2 separate regions of the Arachis hypogaea genome follow, and region 2 is linked to region 1. The links are chromatin contacts, called in public Hi-C maps. All regions are on one chromosome and are shown on one strand. Each heading gives the region's core, a stretch centred on a gene start, on an enhancer-like site or on the middle of the called end of the contact. The rest is flanking DNA. Distances are from core to core; before and after follow the strand shown. Region 1 holds the start of LOC140174301 (zinc finger BED domain-containing protein RICESLEEPER 2-like). Region 2 holds the start of LOC112702670 (eukaryotic translation initiation factor 2 subunit beta).

Region 1 (2,703 bases), core at 58-2,557:
AAAACTTTTAAAAGTTTGCAAATCTTCTCAACTTTTCTCCAATGCTCTGATGATGGTTCGTAATTGTAGTGAGGTTCTCTTTTTTTATACACAAGAAACACATATTTAAACTTCAAAGCCACAGATAACATGTTGTAAGTAGAATTCCATCTTGTGGGATAATCAATGATGAGTTTTTTCTCCTTCAAACGCTTATTTTCAGCAATCTCAATAAATGTTTTAAATCTTGAATCATTAAAATTAACATACTTGACACTCTCACGAACTTTATGAATAATACCTTTAATTTTACCTAGCCCATCTTATACCAACAAATTCAGAATGTGTGCACAGCACCTAACATGAAACAAACTACCACCAACAGGCAATGAGTTGTTATCTGAAATAGTATCCTTAAGAGCCCTTAGACATTAATCATTATAGGAAGCATTGTCAACAAATAATGAGAAGACTTTATTTTCAATTTCCCAAGTCTTCAAACACTTGAAAATGGCATCCGCAACATCAATGCCACGTCTAGGAGCAAGTACCTGAACAAAACTCAAAACCTTTTTTTGAAGATTCCATCCTGCATCAATAAAGTGACCTGTGATAACCATATATTCAACAATTTGATGGCTTGATCTCCACATGTCAGTTGTCAAACTTATCTTCCTAACACCTTGTAACAAAGCCTTCAATTGTTTTTTTTAGCCTCATAGATTGCCAAGCAATCACTTCGAGCAGTTTTTACGAGAAATTTTATGAAATTCAGAATTGGCATATTGGAAGTCCCTCGTCCAAACTTCATCCTCAACAATGCTGAAAGGATAGTCATGAACCATAATTACTGTAGCAATTATTTGTCTCATCTTCTCTTGAGAATATCTTGCACCTGGTGTCACAAAGGGATTAACACTTGAATTAGAAGGTTGAAATGGAATCAATGGTTGCTTCTTTTGTGCAGCAACATGCAATCTCCTTTGTAAGCAACTACTAGAATGCCTCCATAAATGTGAAGTACTAGCTCCTTTTCCAGCATAAGAAAACATTGATTTGCAATACTTGCAAATAGCTTTTGTACCTTCAGAACTTTCAACTTGATCAAAATCATCCCAAATTGGTGAAGTTTTCTTCCTTTTTTTTGTAACAATAGTTTCATTACTACCATTTTCATCCGTGACTGGTTGATTTGTAATAGTTGTTGTGTGTGTTGGTACAATGCCAGTGTCTATTGTTGGTATTGTTGGTACTGACTGATTAATTTCTTCTCCATTTAAAGAAATAGAATTGGCCAATGGATTACTTGGAGTTACAGATTCAGCCATTTCTAAAGCTTATTATAATGCCTAAACAAAAATTAACAAACATTATCTCATGATTTTTTTGGCTTTCATCGTATCAATGGCATAAAGTAAGAACCTTTTAATAAAGAAAAAAAATTGATAAAATTTTATATTCAAAAAAGTAGAAATAATATCACAACACAAACAAAAAAATCGAACTAAAAAGAAGATCTTTGACAAAATAAAACCCTAATTGATGAAAAATATTTAATATTATAACAACAAATATAAAAAATAACAAAATAAAAAATAATGACATGAGAAAGAAGAAGAAGTACTTGCAGTCAAAGGAAGACAAGATGAAGAGGATGGTAGATTGGTAGCTGGTAGTGGTAGGAGCGTGTAAAGTGGAGAAGAGGAAAGAAAAAGACCGTGTATATGTGTATTTCTTTATTAGTGTGGAGGGAAAGGTTTTAGAAATATTTTATTTGATTGACTTCTGATATTCCAATATCAGAGATTAAAGATATTAAGAAAATAAAAATACACATATATAATTAAAGAGATAAATGGCTAAGTGGATAAAGGTATTTTCATAAGATAGAAGATTCAAGTTCAAATCCTTCCAATAGCTTTTTTATTAGTATAATAAAACTCTATATATATATTTACAGGCTCAAGCCGGCCTGACAGGCCCAACAGGCTATTTCAAAAGCCTAGGCATGGCCTTTTAAAGAATATAGGCTTTTTTAATAGTTTGAGCCTGGGCCTATTTCCTATCAGGCCAGGCCAAACACAGGCCAGGCTGCAGGCCCCTGGCAGGCCGCTTGGCCTATTTCCACCCCTACCAACGAGTTATCATAAGTTCTCTCCTATGCAATTAGCATTTGGCCAGCAGCCAAATATTTTTCATTTAAGAATATTTGGGTGTGCAATATATGTTCCCATTATACCACCTAATCGCGCTAAAATGAGACCCCAAAGAAAATTGGGGATATATGTTGGATATGATTCTCCCTCTATAGTTAGGTATCTTGAGATACGAACGAGAGATGTATTTAAAGCCCGTTTTGCGGATTGTCATTTTGATGAATCAAAATTTTCAGCATTAAGGGGGAGAGAATAAACTTCCTGAAAAGGAACTTAATTGGAATGCATCATCGTTAATGCATTTAGATCCTCGATCAGGACAATGTAAACTAGAAGTTCAAAAGATTATACATTTGCAAAGAATAACAAATAAATTGCCTGATACATTTTCTGATACAAAGAGGATAACCAAATCTTATATACCAGCAGATAATGCCCCAATTCGAATTGATGTCCCAGTTGGACAAATTGCCACCGAAGTAAATACACGCCAGAAGCGTGGCAGTCCTCTCGATTTCAAAGACAAAAATCCTCGAAAGAGAAAAGAGGTAAATAGTATTCCTGTTGA
Region 2 (2,703 bases), core at 98-2,597, 190 kb before region 1:
AATGAAATATATCAAATACCCAATATTCAGTTTACTTCCCTCAACGGAATACTTTAAGACAGATCAACATGGAGTTCATTATTTAGAACATGGAACTTCTATACACATGTTCAACCACTTACCATCTAAATCTTCATTTGCATCTCCACTCTCATCAGTCAAGTTACTGATTTCAACCTACGATAAACAAGAAACATCATTTCTCATCCTTTTTCCAACAAAGAACTAGGTACAACAGATGCTTGAAGTATTTGACAGGGAAATAAATATAAATAGAAATAACTATAACTAAATGTACAGCTTATATGACTTACAGGCTTCTTCTTCTTCTTCTTCAAACCAGAAAAGGAAGTCTCAACCCCATCAGAAACTGCAAATGAAGAGCTAACTAAAACCAGCAATGCAAACCACAATTTTACGACAGCATTGAATGCGAAAGTCATGAAAAGAAATCGTTTGTTTTAATTCACATACCTGACAGGTTTTCTGTCTTGTCAGTCAACTTGTCTACTGAATCATCATCAGCAGGATCCAAAATGGTGATTTTCTTCTTCTTCTTCTTCTTACTAGGATCAAATGGTGCAATCTGCTATTTAGAATTTTTGAGAATCAGAAGATAGTAGTTATATTACTATTTCGGCAAACTAAAATACCACAAATCATGCATTACAACATTATAAAAAAATGGCATCTTATAAAAACAGAAGGGAAAATAAACTTACTTCCGAAACCTCCTCCTTCAAATCATTTTGTGTTTCATCTGCCATAATTGCTGCAATACATGGAAAGCAACATTAGTATATGATTAGCCTAAGTTAAAGGAAAATATTACTTTAAAAAACATCAGCAAAATAATCTTGATCAACAACTCATAGAAGGGGAAAATTTCTTAAGAACAAATAACGGCAATGCCATAACCGCACTGATTGAATTTTATAACAATCAAATTACATGTTATATGTTTTACTACACAGGTAAAACGATACCAAATCAAAAGCTTAAATTTAAAGGCTAAAACTTCATAAACTACTTTCGAACAACAACGATAGCCACCTAAATCACATCCTGCACAAGTAACCCTAAACAAAATCAAATTAAGCTTCGATTTTGAGCAAAATCATAGTAGCATGGATTTAGTACGAACTTCACCAAGCAAATGAGAAAAAGACAGAAAAATATGGAAGTAATATTCTAACCTGATAAAGCAAAGAGAAATGCAAAATGGTGAAGAATAGAATGTAGCAAAGATAGTCGAATCCCTGAAATGAAGATGATGATGATGGTTGGTTGTGCTGCGTGACCAAAATCCAAAACCCTTCTTTCCGCTCTAAAACGGTGCGTTGCCCCTTTTCTTTTATTTTTTCCCCCTTTTTTTATGTTTTCATTTTTTAGAAAATATTTTAAATAATAAAATATCACACTTGATAAAATATTAAGAAAAAAATTAGAAGATTTATTTTTTAATTTAATAGCGTAGTGTAATTTATGTAGTCAATTTTATTTAGTGGGATAAAATTTTGTGTTATTATTTATTTTTATGTGAAAATATCTTTTTTCTGTTTTAATTTTAAAAGTTTTTTTTCTAGAATTTAAGATTAGAATTTATAATTTAAAATGTACGATTAAAATTTTTTTTATAAAAGGATTAGGAATTTATGTATAATAACATAATTTAAAAAATATTTTTAACATTTTCTTTTGATTAATTTAAATATAGCATTGTATAATAAATTAGATTAATTTTTTTATTATTTTATAATTACATTTACTAGCATATCAATAATATATTATTGGAAATTTATTTATTTTTTATTTATTAAATGTGTAAAAATAATAAAAAAAATTAGTCTTGAAAACAGATTTTTTAATGAATTATATATATTAAATGATATTTAAAAAAATTATATGCTAACTCTTTTTATATTTTCATTATATATATAGTATAAATAATACACTATTTTATAATAGATTAAATTATTAATTATGCCTCTAAATTTGTAAAATGTCGACAATAATAATTCTAATATTTGTTAACGATAATTATACCTTCAAAAATTTTAAAAACGCTACAAATCTGTGCAACTGTGAGGAGAATCCTTCTCTGGTTAATGAAACTTGGTGATGTCACAGACGAAATTTCAACGTGGCATCCGTTAAGGGTTTCAATCCCTTTTCTTCTTTATATGGAATTGAGAGAGAAAGTTTTTCCCAATTTCACCAGAAAGCAAAACCCTAACCATTGTCATGCATGGTGGAAGCAGAGGCATGTCTAATAATAATCGAAGGACACAATCAATAGAAAATAGTAGTTCTGAAGGACTTGAAAAACATGGAAGCAAGCCCTATGACTGGACATGCTTTTGTCGTCTTCAGGTGATAACATTGAAGTCAAAGATGAGGAGAAACCCAGGAAGATGATTTTTCAGGTGTCCTTTGTGAAATGTATGTATGAACTTTCTACTTCATTTGTTCCCCTATTGAGAATTGAGTTTGATGAATGGCTTTTGTGCTTGGCAGACGAAGAACACTGGGTGCCGTTATTTTCAGTGGATGGACGAAACTAATGAAGAATCAGTTGGGGTGGAGGAATGCTCTAAGAATGGCACACTAGTATGCAATGCATGTGGAGTCTTGAAAGAGAGATTTACCAGTGCTGAGACTGAGACGATACACGGAGATCGAAAGATGATGATGGAGCACATG

The links. A called contact is a pair of places that touch in the nucleus more often than the background predicts.
Region 2: a Hi-C map of leaf shows a contact between it and region 1, with 2.2 times the contacts expected there. The contact joins the promoter of LOC112702670 here to the promoter of LOC140174301 in region 1. A contact is called at or near these places in 2 of 8 Hi-C or Micro-C datasets (leaf and an unstated tissue).

The regions. Positions count from the first base shown.
Region 1 is chr7:16,880,150-16,882,852 of arahy.Tifrunner.gnm2.J5K5, reverse strand. LOC140174301 (zinc finger BED domain-containing protein RICESLEEPER 2-like) reads right to left here and starts at 1,307. Exons shown (of 4, transcript XM_072198727.1): 1 at 786-1,307; 2 at 484-674; 3 at 337-402; 4 at 1-225. The coding sequence starts at 1,307.
Region 2 is chr7:17,067,966-17,070,668 of arahy.Tifrunner.gnm2.J5K5, reverse strand. LOC112702670 (eukaryotic translation initiation factor 2 subunit beta) reads right to left here and starts at 1,347. Exons shown (of 10, transcript XM_025753801.3): 1 at 1,197-1,347; 2 at 723-772; 3 at 475-586; 4 at 315-370; 5 at 123-177. The coding sequence starts at 767.